Linked DNA regions of Ovis aries: regions 1, 3 and 4 are each linked to region 2. Evidence: chromatin contacts called from public Hi-C data. All regions are on one chromosome and are shown on one strand. The core of a region is the stretch at or near the end of the contact, and the rest is flanking DNA. Distances in the headings are between cores, read along the strand shown.

Region 1 (3,420 bases), core at 584-3,083, 270 kb before region 2:
AAAAAAAAAGCTTTCAAGAGGACATAGAATTTCTCAGGGATGCTGTTTTAGCTGAGGTTGTCTCTGAGGGAGTGACATTAATTTAGAAACCTGAATAAAGTCATTGTTGGAACCATGAAGATGCCTGGGGGAGGAACATTCTAGGCAGTGAGAACAGCAGATGCAAAGGTCCTGTGGCTGAAGTGGGCCCGGAGTGTTCCAGGAATAAGGAGGAGGCCAGTGCGACTGGAGCAAAGTTAGTTCAGTTGCTCAGTCATGTCCAACTCTTTGTAAGCCCATGGACTGCAGAACACCAGGCTTCCCCTTCCATCACCAACTCCTGGAGCTTACTCAAACTCATGTCCATAGAGTAGGTGATGCCATCCAACCATCCAACCATGTTGTCCCCTTCTCCTCTCGCCTTCGATCTTTCCCAGCATCAGGGTCTTTTCTAATAAGTCAGCAAAGCTAGTCAAGGAAAAGAAGGGAGATGAGATCAGAAATGTAGTGGGGAGATTTCCCTGGTGGTCCAGATTGTAAGACTCTGTGCTCCTAATGTAAGGGGGCCAGGCTCCATCCTGGCTGGGAAGTAGATCCAGCACGCACACTGCAACTAAGAGTTTGCATGCCACACAACGAAGATCCTGGCAGCTGCAACTAAGACCCAGCACAGCCTAAATAAACCGAGGAAATGAGATGGAGGTTGGGGATCTGCTTAAGTAGGGCCCTGAGAGCATAGTGAGGACTTAGAACTTCATTCCAAGTGTGAAAGAAGTCATTGGAAGTTTTGAGCCAGACAGCGTGGTGATGCCAGCTGTTTTACGCAGTTCACTCTGGCTACCCTGGAGAGAATAGTCAGGGACTGTCCAGGGGGAAGATGATGGGAGGAGGGAGTCCTAGGACGGAGGCTGTGAAGGGAGAAGGGTGAGTAGATTCTGGATCTATTTGTGAATGTAGAGATAACAGGATTTGATAATGGACTTGAGGTGTGTGTGAAAAAAGAAGAGTCAAGGATGATTGATTGCACTTGGAACAAAAATCCATTTTCTTTATAATGGCCTACAAGGCCCTACATAATCTGGTTCCTTGCTCTCTGGCTAACCTTGTCTCCCTCCTCACTCACTCGACTCTTTTACACTAGCTTTCCACAATAATCTTTGAACTTGTCAAGCTTTTCCTGCTTCTGTGTATTGCATGGTGACAGCTTCTCAGGTTTCAGCTCAAATGTCACCTCCTCAGAGAAGCCACTTTCTTTATAGCACTTTCCACTCTCTAAAATTAACAGCTTGTTTGCTTGTTTATCATCTGTTTTTCCCCACTCACAGCTCACCTCCTTGAGGGCAGCAATTCTATCTGTTGTTCATGTTGTTTCCCCAGTGCCTAGAAGAGTGCCTGTCACTTAATAAATGAACAAAGGCATGGATTAACCCCTGTGCTTGTTTACAGACTGGCTTACAAAAGAAGAGACACCAGAGAAGTAGGCAAAGACAAGAATATACGACAGACTCTGGGATCATCCACACACCCAGGGGAGATCCAGAAATCAGCGGCCACCCATTCCCGCGCGCCCGTGGTTCTTGAAGGATGGAGAGCCAGAGCTGGGAAGGGAGCACTCCAGGGAAGGGAAAGGATGCTCTGGGGCGAGTCCAGTCCCGCCCTGTATCCTCAGTAGCCAATGGGCACACGGTTTTCCCGACGCCCCCTGGGACGTGTAGTCCGGACAGGGGCGCCCTCGGGCGCCGCCGAGCGCCCCTAGACTCCACGTCCCGTCGTGCGCCGGGAGGTGCGGGGATTGGCCGAGCCCCGCCCCCGGCCCGCCCCGCTTCGCTCGCGCTGCAGCCCCAAGAATGAATGAAATCGTAGCGCGCTGGGCGGCAGAGCGGGCGGCGCAGGCCGGGCTGGGCCCGCGCGCAGCGGCAGCGGCGCCCCGGGCCGGAGGCGGCCCAGCCGAGCGGGCCATGGCCACCGCCATTCAGAACCCGCTCAAGTCGTGAGTGTCCCCGCCGTCCACGTCCCTCCATCCGCCCCCAACCCGAACCCTGCCCCCGCCCTCGCTGGGGAGGGGGACGCAGTGGGCGGATGGTAGTTGAATGGGCCCCCCAGCTTGTCCCCCTGTCCCCCCGGGGCGTGCCGCCACCCCCTGTCTCCCTCCTGGGGCTGGGGGCAGGAGCCACTCCAGGGTCGCGGGGGCGCCTCTTTGTCGCTGTCAGTGAAGGAATGTGGCGCGGGCTGGGGGTGGCGGAGGCCGTTTCCCCACCCAGAGTGGGGGTAGGGGCTTCCTTCTCCTCCTCCGAGTCTCTCGGGGCGCCGGGTCTGCCCCTGCCTGGGGCTGGGAGTATGAATGCCTAAGTCCGGACCCTAGTCTCCCAGGTCTCTACCTCCTCAAAAGCATCTTTCTCTCTTTCCCCTCTCTTTCTCCCGGAACCTCGGTCTGCGCGGCCGCAGGGTGGGAGCTGAGACGTCGGGGTCCCCGATTCGATCCCTGCTGTCTCCCCCCTTTTTTTTCCTTCCCGGGTCTTCAGGACCTAAAGCCCCGACGCTCCGGTCAGTTTAGACCGTGGGCTCTCTGCCTCTCCCTGCCCGTACACATGTAATGAGAGCATCTCCTGTCTCCTTGGGGACCGGATGCCTCGGGAGAGGGTGCTGGGAGCGCCCTCAGTCTCCGGGGATTCCCTCCGTTTCTCCCTGTCCGCGTGCCTCCTCCGAGCTTCGCTTCCTCCCGGACCCCGCGGCTGGCATCCTGGACGCCTGGGTTCAAACCTACGCTGTCTCCCAGCCGTCTCCTCTCCTGGCCAGCCCTCGCTCTCTCCACTTCTTCCCTCTCTTTCCGTCTCTCTCGCTCCTTCCTCGGGATCCCGAACTCCTGGGTCCCAGTGCTCCCCGCCCCCTTCCCCAACGGTGACAGCGGGCTGGGAGTGACAGGCGCGCGGCCGCTCCGGCTCTCCCTCCCCGGCTGGCGCGCGCGGCCCTCCCCTCCCCCGCTCCCCGGCCTGGCGGGGAGGAGGCGGAGGGCGAACGCCCGCGGCGCCGCACAAAGGGGCCGGGGCGACCTCCCCCACCCTCCCCCCAGCCCCTCGCCTCCGCCACCTTGACCTTGAGCTACGGGTGCTGGGGGTTGGGGTGGGGGAGGGGCTCGGGGCGCCCCCCGCTCCCGCCCTCCGGAAAGGCTGTGCCTAGGGTGGCCGGACCTAAGGCCCCCAGTAGCTTCGGGTTTCTGATGGTGGGGGGAGTTGGGCCATGGAGGGGGCCGGGCCTTACAAGCTCGCGCCTACACGTGTGGCTTTGCGGAGAGCCAAGCCGGCTTGGAGGGCGTGTGTGGGGTTGGGGTAGGCGTGAGACAGTGTGTAACGGTGACACTTCTGCCTCCCTCTCGCTCTAATTCTTCAACACAGACGTGTTACCCCTATCAGGGACACCCTCAAACTGGCTGGCACTGGGCTC
Region 2 (3,446 bases), core at 625-3,124:
TTTTACACGGATGGAACCTGAGGGTGCAGGAGAGGAAGTCAACCAGACCAGTTATAAGTCTGATCCACTAGAAAAGCAAGACTACAGGCAGAGCCCCACCCTCAGGGGGTCTCGGAGAAACCGGGAAAACGCTGAATCAATGGTCATTTATTAAATGCTGACTATGTGCCAGCTGCTGCTCTTAGCATTTCACAAATGGTATTCTCACTGCATCCTCCAAACGACTCTACAAGGTGGCTGCTATGAAAAAATACCCATTTCGTAGACAGAGAAAACCAAGGTACAGAGCAGTGAAGTCTGTCGCCCAAGGTCACAGAGCTGGTAAAAGGTAGAACCTAAATTTGAACCTGGCTCTGCCTCCAAAACCGAAGCTCTCAGCAAAATAATTTCTCCTAACAGCCACCTTGCACCGAGTGCTAACCATGTGGCTTACCCTCAGCTTACCACATTCAGTCGATAATACCTTCATCCCATTTCTCCGGAGCTAACAATAAAACAAGCAAGTAATAAGTGTCTTCTATGTACAAACGCTTTATTCATCGGATCTCAACATCTCAACAGAATTCCCAGCGTAAGACAGCCACTATTCTTCCCAGGTTTGACCGAAAGGAGAAACTGAGGTTCGGCGCGGTTTCCCTAGATCGCACCTCCCGAGAGGCAAGAGTCCGTACACGAACCCACCGCTACCAGACTCTCATGCCACGCTTTCCCGCAACGGCGCCGGGTAGCTCGCCTGGAAAGTTGAAGCATGCGGGCACGCGTCCAGCCAGGTCCGGAGGGCGAGAGTGCAGCCGCCGCCCCCCAACAGCCGGTGCCCACACCCGGCCGTCCGCCCAGTAGCTCGCCCGCGCTGACCCTCGGGGTCCGACTGGACATCGACTCCCCGCTACCCTAGCGCAAGGCCAACCCTGCACCCGGAGCCACATACCTGGGTGTCCCAGCTGCCCGCCCCGCGGGCCCCACGACCGCGGCGTTCAGATCCGCGCCGCTTGCTGGAGACGCCGCCAGCTCCAGTGGCCCGAGTGACTTCCAGGCTGCCCACTTCCAAGCCGCCTCGCGCGAGGCCTCCTGGGAACTGTAGTTTCGCTCTAGGCGGCCGCAAACTGAAAAAAGCCTGACGCGCAGGCGCTGCCGGGAGCAGTAGGCGCGGCGCCGCGCCGCCTTCTGGGAATGGTAGTCCACCTGTCGTCTCCGTGCCGCTCGAGTCTCCTGAGTACTTCCGCAGCCCCGAGGGGCGTGAGGGATGGAGGTGTGTCTTCTGTAGACTCCAACCCGTTGATTGCGTTCCTTGCTCTGCGAAGGCGGTTTTTTCCTTTTTCCCAGCTCTATCCGCCTCCTCCCTTCCTTCAGTAGACCCTCTTTCTCCCTTTCCGCGAGGCGCGAGGTACTTACCCCGAGGGCGCGAGCCTCTGGAGAAGCAGGAGCAGCGGAACACAGCGCTAGACCCCCAACCGAGGGGAGCTGTGGAGAAAGGCGTCTATGCGCGCTCGCGCACGCGCGCTCGCCGGCCAACTCCGGCCTAAATTGCCGCGGGCCCCCGCGGGGAAGACTTTTTTTTTCCCTTTCGAACGCGCGCGCGCGCGCGGGGTCTCGCGCTGGGCTTTTTCCTGCCGGGCGCGCGCCAGTGCGCACGCGCGCTCACTCGCCTGGCCTTGGTCAGTCCGCCCGGCGCGGGGTTGGGGAGCTAACCGTTTTGTTGGCCGAGTCCTCCCGCAGTATCCCCAAGGTCGCTCCTCTGGCGCTCCTATTCTAGGTCTGGCGCTTCACATAGCTTCGGAGTGCCGCCACACACGCCGTACCCGTCCCCTGTCTGGAGCCCAGTCGTCGCAGGTAACAGGCGCGGCCCCAGCCTTGAGGAGGCGGACACGCCCTTCTTCCCTCCCACGCGGAGAGCCGGGATGCCAGAATGTGTTGGGATTCCGGTCTGGTCGCCTCCCTCGGTAGTAGGAGTCTCCGGAGCTCTGCCTTCGACGGGAGTCTCTTCACCAGGCAGGGGGCGTCCCCTGGAGGCCATGATACCTATCATTTATTCGTTGATCGCACATTCTTAGGGTAATCAGTGTTTGTTGAGTACCTATGGCTGGGGAGATTTTGTTAAAATTTAGTCCACTTGTCGACATAATCAAGGATCCGACCTTTTTTATTGGCATTCCTACTACTCCATAAGGGGTTACCAAAGGAACTAGCTGGAACTGCAAGGTTCTTTGGTCAGGAAAACCCAGTCAATACCCTTCCCATCTCATCCTTCCTTCCAAGAAGATGCTGAATGAGACTGAGCTGGGAAGTATATATTTTTTCTTCCTGGGAGAGGGGCAGAGGGTGATTCATTTGCTCATTCATTCAACAAAACTGTATTAGACACCTACTTCATGCCAGCTTGGGTGATTGATTATCAGGACAGGGGAGAAATCAAGATAGATTCGGTTCCTACTCTCAAGGAACCGAAGTCCACACCACCATCGGGAAGGTGATAATCTAAAGCAATACTGTCTAATAGAAGTATAATGCAAGCCAAATCTGCAACTTTAAAATTTACATTTAAAAAGTATATAGGTGAAATTTTATTAATTTAAGCCAGTATGTCTAAAATAAGTTATGTTTAATGAAAAAAGGTTTACATCGCTTCAGTTTTAAATTTTAAGTTAATTAAAACTGTGAGGCATTAACAAAAATATTCATTTGTGGCATGGGTTATAGCAAAAGGCTGGAACCTGCCCAATTTCTATTAATGGACATTAGATAAATAAACGATAGTTCAGCCAGACGATGGAGTAGCATGCAGCTGACAACTGTTGAAAAATGAGACAGAACTGTATGTTTTAATATGAGTTACTCTTTAAGATTATTAAGTGAGAAAAATGCAGTGTATAGCACCTGGGCTTCCCTGGTGGCTCAGCGGTAAAGAATCCACCTGCCAATGTAGGAGACGCGGGTTCAATCCCTGGGTCTGAAAGATCCCCTGGAGAAGGAAATGGCAACCAGCCCCAATATTCTTCCCTGGGAAATCCCATGGACAGAGGAGCCTGATAGGCTAGAGTCCATGGGATTGCAAAAGAATCTGACATGACTTAGTGACTAAACAACAATATAGCATACTAATGTTTGTGTAAGAAAAGTAGTATTTTTCCACATATATCTTTGTGTGTGTACAGAACACCTGTAGAAAGACAACCAGAGTTACCTTTCTGAAGGGGAAATAGGACAAGTGACTTTCTTTTCAGTATATATTCCTTAGTATGTTTTGTTAGTATGTTATGTTCCATGTCCATTCTGTGACTTAGCTATCAATTAGTGGAGGATGATAGCTAAGCCACAGAATTATTGTATAGTATTAAAACAATATATGTAAAATACCTAGCTACCACTTACTACCTTAATCATTTCTGGATGCTATCACTACTCCCATGCTGGATGGATAACTCTTTACCCAATAGGAACTTGTTTAC
Region 3 (3,291 bases), core at 337-2,836, 420 kb before region 2:
GGCAGATTCTTTACCACTGAGCCACCAGGGAAGCTGCTACATACACACACCCCAAATTAGGGGCCAGGTCCATCCTCACTTGTAATCGAAGTAGTAGCATTTGAGCTGGGCCATGTACCGCTCGAAGGAGGGGATGTCCTTGCGTAGGATACTCCACTGAGCCCCGATCTCCAGTATGTCACCTGTAGGCAACAGAGAAAGTTCTCAGGAGGTGACCAGAGTCCCGACCTTGACCGCCACTGCTACCATTCCTGCCACGACCCAAGTCCATAAACCTCCCCATCAACTCCAGTGACACTCACGGGCCAGAATGAGCTGCTGCTTGGTCAGTTTGGTCCCTGTGGTTGGCAGGAAGTTGAGCTCCAACAAAACCAGCTGAAGAGGAAGGCAGGGGAAGGAAAGAAAGAAGATGGGACTTTAGGTATGAGCTATTTACTTTTATCTAGGCCTTCATTTTCCCACCTAGAAAATGGAACTAGCCATCATCCCTGACTCATAAGGTTGTTATGAGTATTAAAGGAGTCAGTCAGATCAGGGCCTGGACACATGATGTGGGCTCATTTAGGATGACTTCATGTTACAAGTATTAGTAGACCCACTGGGGAGACCGACTCCATGCCTGACCCAGTGGAATCAAGGGGGAGGGGAGACACTAGCACCTTCGGTTCTTTGGCAACACTTTCCCACACCTTGTTGGGGTGGGACCAGCTACCCTCCTCAACCTACACCAAGGAGGAAAGGGGGCTAATCTCTTCCTATGGTCCAGCTCACACATCATCCCTTATCAGATACCACTCCCCTTAGCAACTTGGTCCAGCCCACTGTATTTGTACCCCTTCCACCTGGCCTGAAGCAACCCGAGCCCCATTAAGGTCCTCTGCTCTAAGAGTATTTTTCCCAGCTTCAGTCTTGCCCTCATAACTTAGCTGGGCCCCTCTCTCCAAAGATCTATCCCTAAGCCCCAGATTTCTCGGACCCCAGCTTAGCCTGTTCTTAACCACGAACCCCATCATCTCAGCCTTCTTCCATCTCCCTGTCCAGTCCTCATTTCCCACTTGGTGGCGGCCAGAACCCTACATCACAAAAGCTGACAGCCCCATCCTACCACTCCAACCAGCTAGACCTCCAAGCACCAAAATTTTAACCTCTCACTCGGTGTGCCAGAAACACCCTCTCCATCACCCCCCCCCACACACACACCGTGGGGCCGCATTTAGTCCGTTCGAGGTCCCTCTCACATCTACGTGCCTCCAAACCGCACCTCGGCTCCTCTGAATCCTTCACCCTATTAGACAGCCCAGTCCGCCTTAGTCCCATCCTCGCGCGGTTTCCCCCTGAGCGCGAAACTCGGTTAGGTCTGGACCCCTCGAAGCACCCCCGGCCGATCCTTACCTTGAGACGGCCCAGCTCTTCCCCGCACTTGCTAAGATTAGGGCTTTTCCGGTTCCACTCGCCCTTGAGCTGCTCGTACATGCCGGCCGCGGCCTGCAGGATCGCGCCCGAGGCCGCCGCAGTCCCAGAGCTCGAGGTGCCGGCCACCCCGTTCACCGCCGTGGCCGCCATCTTCCGTGATGCGGCAAACCGACAGCCCGGTTTACGGCAGCGACGCCTACCGACGCTCACCCGACGGAAGTGGGGCCAGGAGGTGGAGCCCTAAATCGGGGGCGGGGCTACGATGGTTTGCCTCCGCCCGCCGGGCTTAGCGTTCAGTCGCTCTCAGGGAGGTGCCCTCGGAGCCCGGCCCTTAATGAGCTTGTCAGCCAGAGTTCCGCCTCTACTGTCACTCAAAATGGTAACCGGAAGTCGCCCCTTGCCCTAATTGAAAATGGCAGCAGTCGCAACGCCTCCGCATTTCCCGTAGCCAATATGGCCGCACCGGCTTCACCCTGAGGTATGTGTCTTGGAGATTTCACCCGCGCGGCACCTCTTTCTACACCAAGAGGTGGCGGTGGTGGAGCCATTTGATTAACTGTTATTCTTCCCATGTTACAGGGGGAAGAGAGGCTTTGAGAGACTGGGTAAACTTCCAAGAGATTAACGGCTGAGATTTGACTCTAGTTCTTTCTCACTAGTTTCTCAATGCATCTTTCCACATTTTCTCCAAGCTTGTACGAATACGCATAAACACTACAAAAATCATCCAGTATTAATGGCTTAAATTCCACCATCAGTTCAGTTCAGTTCAGTCGCTCAGTCATGTCCGACTCTTTCCAACCCCATGAATTGCAGCACGCCAGGCCTCCCTGTCCATCACCAACTCCCGGAGTTCACTCAAATTCACTTTCATCGAGTCGGCGATGCCATCCAGCCATCTCATCCTCTGTCGTCCCCTTTTCGTCCAGCCCCCAATCCCTCTCAGCATCTGAGTCTTTTCCAATGAGTCAACTCTTCGCATGAGGTGGCCAAAGTACTGGAGCTTCAGCTTTAGCATCATTCCTTCTAAAGAACACAGGGAATTCCCAATTTTTTTTTCTAATCCCTACCCCTGATTCCTCCATCTATATCACCCCTGCCTATTTAACATCTACTTTTTCTCAATTCTCTTGTCTTCCATCATTTAAAATGTCATAAGAGGTAGGGATATTTATCAGTTCTTTTTACTGCTGTATTCCCAGCGCGAGGAAGACAATGTTTCTTGAATGAATGAACGAGTGTGTAAATTGTGTCTTTCATCCACGCTCCGCTGGGCTAATACCGCCCCCGCCCCCCGCGGTTCGCCCAGCCCAGCCTATTTGCCAAGGATCTAATCTCCCCAATCAGGGATTGAACCTGGGACATCTAAGTGAAAGCACCCACTTCTAACCACTGGACCGTCACGGAATTCCCAAGTTGTGTCTTTAAAAAAAAAAAAAAAAGTCTTTAAGGAAAAACTGCATCATATTAGTGCTATACATATTTTCTAAAAAGCACCATGCTTTTAGCAGTAAGCTAAATACATCTCTGGAGATTGATGGACATATTTCTGAAACTCAAAAAAAAAAAAAAAAAGCTACACAATATCCCACAATGTAACTACACAATTCATTTAATGGTTCCCATTGACATTTTGGTTATTTTTGTTTGCCATTTTCAAGCGTTGCAATAAAAATTCTTGAGGTGAGGAGGAATTGGAGAAAGGTGGTCAAAAGGTACAAATTTCTAGTTATATATAACTGGGATGTAATGTACAGCATATGACTGCAGCTAATACTGCTTTATGATATATAGGAAAGTTGGTAAGAGACTACGTCTTACAAGTTCTCATCACACAGAGAAATGTTTTGCCTTTTTTCTTTCTTTTTACTATATCTA
Region 4 (3,553 bases), core at 1,011-3,510, 350 kb before region 2:
CCAGCGGAGGCGTGGGTCAACAGTGGCCTGCTGCAGGGTCCTGATAGTAGCAGTCCCGGGAGGTGTGTGGCACGCTGGCATAAGTCCTTTTCGAGGAGATCACCCTTACCCTTACCATAGAGCCTATAACCTACCGTAAAGACTGCAGACTCTAGGACTGGGCCACTGCAGGCCAAACTACAGGGAGGGAGCACAGCCCCACCCATCAGCAGAAAACTGGATTTAATAATTTACTGAGCATGGCCCTGCCCACCAGAGCTAGACTCCTGTTTTCCCCACATCCAGTCCCTCCCATCAGGAAACTTGCACAAGCCTCTTATCTTCATCCATCAGAGGGCAGACAGAATGAAAACCACAATCACAGAAAACTAACCAAAATGATCACATGGATCACAGCCTTGTGTAACTCAATGAAACTATGAGCCATGCCGTGTAAGGCCAGCCGAGAGACAGGTCATGGTGGCGGGTTCTGACAAACCGTGGTCCACTGGAGACGGAAATGGCAAACCACTTCAGCATTCTTGCCATGAGAACCCCATGAACGTATGAAAAGTGTGAGGAGCAGAGAGCAAAAGCTAGTGACTGGTGGGCCAGATCTGCCCCACAGATAAACTTCAATTTACATGTCATTATTTACAACTTTCAGTTCAGTCGCTCAGTCGTGTCCAACTTTAGGGGCGGTTTAAACAAAACAGTTGGGGAGAAAAAATGGCATTTCTGGCTTGTGTTAAAAAGTCGTCAAGTGCAGCACAAGCTGATGGTGGCCAAAGGGCCAAGTCTGGCCATCCCCTTGGGCCCGGCGTTCGTACTGAAGTTGCCCACTTCACCAACTTAAGGCTCTGGCTTGGCAGTTGAGTTTGGAACCCTCACGTTTTCTCCTAAGGCCTGGGAGGACAAGGAGGTCCTCCCTGTGTGTTAGGAGATCTAAGAGAAACCCGAGGCTCCCCAGGAGCAGACTTGAGCCCAGCCACTCTATGAAGGAAGGGGTGGGGAACCTGCAGTCCCGAAGGAGGCCGGGCTCAAGAGCGATCTCCCTCCCCGGTCCAGATACGGACACTGCGGCTGAAGATCCTGGCGGAGGCAGCGGCCGAGGGCATCCCGGTGCGTGGGGCGCGGAACCAGCTGCGCATGTACTTGACCATGGCTGTGGCGGCGGCACAGCCCCTGCTCATGTACTGGCTCACCTTCCACCTGGTGCGGTGAGAGCGGCCCCGCGACGCCTCCCGCCGCTGCTGCTTCCGGCGGCCGCCGCCCCCTCACCCCCACCGGCGATGCCGCCACAGCTCATCTCCCGGCCACCTGCCGGCCACTGGGGGCGCCCCGCAGCCCGAGCCCCTCCCACCCTCCCCGCCCTCGCCGAGGTGCTGAGATCTCCAGCTGCACAGGCCGCCCCCCAGCAGGGCGGCCACCGTTCCAGAAACAATAAACCGTGACGGACACGGCGTAGCCGGCTTCTCCTTGGCGCGCGATGTCCAGCAGGGGGCAGGCCCGGCCCGGGGACCGCTTGCGGCGCCTCGCAACCAGAAGGCGACCAGGAGGCCGAGCAAAGGTTTAATAAGCCCCGCCCAGACCCATCAGTGGGAAGCCTTCTTCTTCCCTTCCTCCTTCTTCTTCTTCTCCTTTTTCACCTTGGGCTTCTTGACCTTGCCTGAGGCGCTCTTGTGCGGCTCCGAGCTGGGCTGTGGGGCCGGGAGCGGTGGGGGTAGGAGGGGAGAGAGGGTTCCGCCTGTGAGTCCTCGGCCCGCGGTCGGGGCTGGGACTCCGCCCTCACTTGGGGCGCCGGGCACCCGCTACAGAGGGGGAAGCCTCTTACCTTCGCCTCATTTTCCGAATCGCTGGAGCTGCTGCTGGAATCGGAGGCGCTCCCTTGGCCGTGGCCATGGCCGTGGTGATGCTAGTTGGGAGGCACACCAGTGAGGCGAGGGGACCCCTTTCCCAGCTCCCATTACCCCCAAGCAGGGTCCTGGGGTCAACAAGCAATTCCCAGGAATGAGGTGACTTACCTTTAGGTGATCAGCTGACCCGCCCTGAACTTTGGGGGGGCTGTGCTTGGGGTCTCCCACCTTGCCTGCCCCTTGGGGCTTCTTGGAGGTGGGCTCCACGGCTGCAGGGAAAAGAGACATTGGATGGGTTGGCGCAGGCGCAGAAAATGCCCCCCTTGGAGGCAGACCCTTGGGCTTGATTCTGGCCCTCAAGCTCCCTACTCCACAGCAGCGCACCTGCCGACAGGTCGAACTCCATGGTAGTGAGAGGTGTGTATGCAGGGCCAGAGCGCTGGAGCAGGGCTGCGAGGGTAGGGGGCGGGCCTTGGGGAGGGGCAGTGGGCCTGCCAGGAAGTTCTGAGGAGCCCCACCCGACCTCTGTTCAAAGTCCTTAACCCTGACTCATTGCCCCTCCCCGGCACCGCCCAACTGGTCCTCTGGGAAACGGGGAAGGCGTACGGTTAACTGCTATGCTCCCCGACACCTCACCCACCCTGTGTTGTTCAGTCGTGTCCGATTCTGCGACCCCATGGACTGCAGCAAGCCAGGGTTCTCTGTCCTTCACCTTCTCCTGTAGCTTATTCAAACTCATATCCGTCGAGTCAGTATTGCCATCCAACCATCTCGTCGTCCTCTGTCGTCCCCTTCTCCTGCCTTCAATCTTTCCTAGCATCAGGGTCTTTTCCAGTGAGTCGACTCTTGGCATCAGGTGGCCAAAGTATTGGAGCTTCAGCTTCAGTTTCAGTCCTTCCAGTGAATATTCAGGACTGATTTCCTTTGGGATTGACTGGTTTGATCTCCTTTCAGTCCAAGGGACTTGGGGTTGGGAGAGGCGTCTAGGCCAGTGAGGATTTCTGGGGAGGGGAAATCCTCCCAGTGTTAGCAGTGTTGAAAAGTGAAGTGAAGTCACTCAGTCCTGTCTGACTTTTTGTGACCCCATGGGGTGTAGCCTACCACACTCCTCTACCCATGGGATTTTCCAGGCAAGAGTACTGGAGTGGGTTCCCATTTCCTTCTCCAGAGAATCTTCCCTACCCAGGGATCAAATCCTGTCTTGTAGGCAGACCCTTTACTGTCTGAGCCACCAGGGAAATCCACCTAGCTTCCGCTAAAGGGTCGGATGCTTGCACTTGAAGAAATGAGAGAAAGGGTGCCTCTGCATGCTCTCTGTACCATGATCATACTGACACTCCTTGTGTACTTTCGTGCCTGGCGCTGTTCCAAGGGCTTCTTGTACATTAACTCACTGTAACATTGCCTCTGGCCTGGTGAGCAGAGTCTGAAAGGAAGAAAAGCATGAACCTGGGAACCAGTCTCATGATTTGAAGTCCATCTTTATTACCTAGTAGTGCTTCCCAGGTGGCTCAGTGGTAAAGACTCTGTCTGCCATTGCAGGAGATGCAGGTTTAATCCCTGCGTCGGGAAGATACCCTGGAGTAAAAAATGACAGCCCACTCCAGTATTCTTGCCTGGGAAATCCCATGGACAGAGGAGCCTGGCAGGCTACAGTCCATGGGGTTGCAAAAGAGTTAGACACCACTTATCAACTAAACAACAACAGAATGATCTGG

What was found. A called contact is a pair of places that touch in the nucleus more often than the background predicts.
Region 1: a Hi-C map of tail adipose tissue shows a contact between it and region 2, with 5 times the contacts expected there. The contact joins the promoter of DPF1 here to the promoter of SIPA1L3 in region 2. A contact is called at or near these places in 4 of 16 Hi-C or Micro-C datasets (hypothalamus, omental adipose tissue, skin fibroblasts and 1 more).
Region 3: a Hi-C map of tail adipose tissue shows a contact between it and region 2, with 5 times the contacts expected there. The contact joins the promoter of PSMD8 here to the promoter of SIPA1L3 in region 2. A contact is called at or near these places in 4 of 16 Hi-C or Micro-C datasets (hypothalamus, liver, mixed tissues and 1 more).
Region 4: a Hi-C map of liver shows a contact between it and region 2, with 4 times the contacts expected there. The contact joins the promoter of C14H19orf33 here to the promoter of SIPA1L3 in region 2. A contact is called at or near these places in 5 of 16 Hi-C or Micro-C datasets (blood, hypothalamus, liver and 2 more).

The regions. Positions count from the first base shown.
Region 1 is chr14:47,417,921-47,421,340 of ARS-UI_Ramb_v3.0, reverse strand. DPF1 (double PHD fingers 1) reads left to right here and starts at 1,833. Exons shown (of 11, transcript XM_060398594.1): 1 at 1,833-1,969. The coding sequence starts at 1,938.
Region 2 is chr14:47,146,271-47,149,716 of ARS-UI_Ramb_v3.0, reverse strand. SIPA1L3 (signal induced proliferation associated 1 like 3) reads right to left here and starts at 1,874. Exons shown (of 22, transcript XM_042230909.2): 1 at 1,393-1,874. LOC101109732 (WD repeat-containing protein 87) reads left to right here and starts at 1,659. Exons shown (of 7, transcript XM_060398592.1): 1 at 1,659-1,830.
Region 3 is chr14:47,562,223-47,565,513 of ARS-UI_Ramb_v3.0, reverse strand. It overlaps PSMD8 (proteasome 26S subunit, non-ATPase 8), which reads right to left and starts at 1,586. Exons shown (of 7, transcript XM_012190368.4): 1 at 1,393-1,586; 2 at 303-375; 3 at 80-182. The coding sequence starts at 1,563. LOC121816371 (a long non-coding RNA gene) reads left to right here and starts at 1,799. Exons shown (of 2, transcript XR_006055926.2): 1 at 1,799-1,891.
Region 4 is chr14:47,492,866-47,496,418 of ARS-UI_Ramb_v3.0, reverse strand. It overlaps C14H19orf33 (chromosome 14 C19orf33 homolog), which reads right to left and starts at 2,260. Exons shown (of 4, transcript XM_004015227.5): 1 at 2,220-2,260; 2 at 2,004-2,104; 3 at 1,814-1,894; 4 at 1,539-1,679. The coding sequence starts at 2,241. The coding sequence ends at 1,575. It overlaps YIF1B (Yip1 interacting factor homolog B, membrane trafficking protein), which reads left to right. Exons shown (of 8, transcript XM_027978234.2): 8 at 1,048-1,442. The coding sequence ends at 1,203.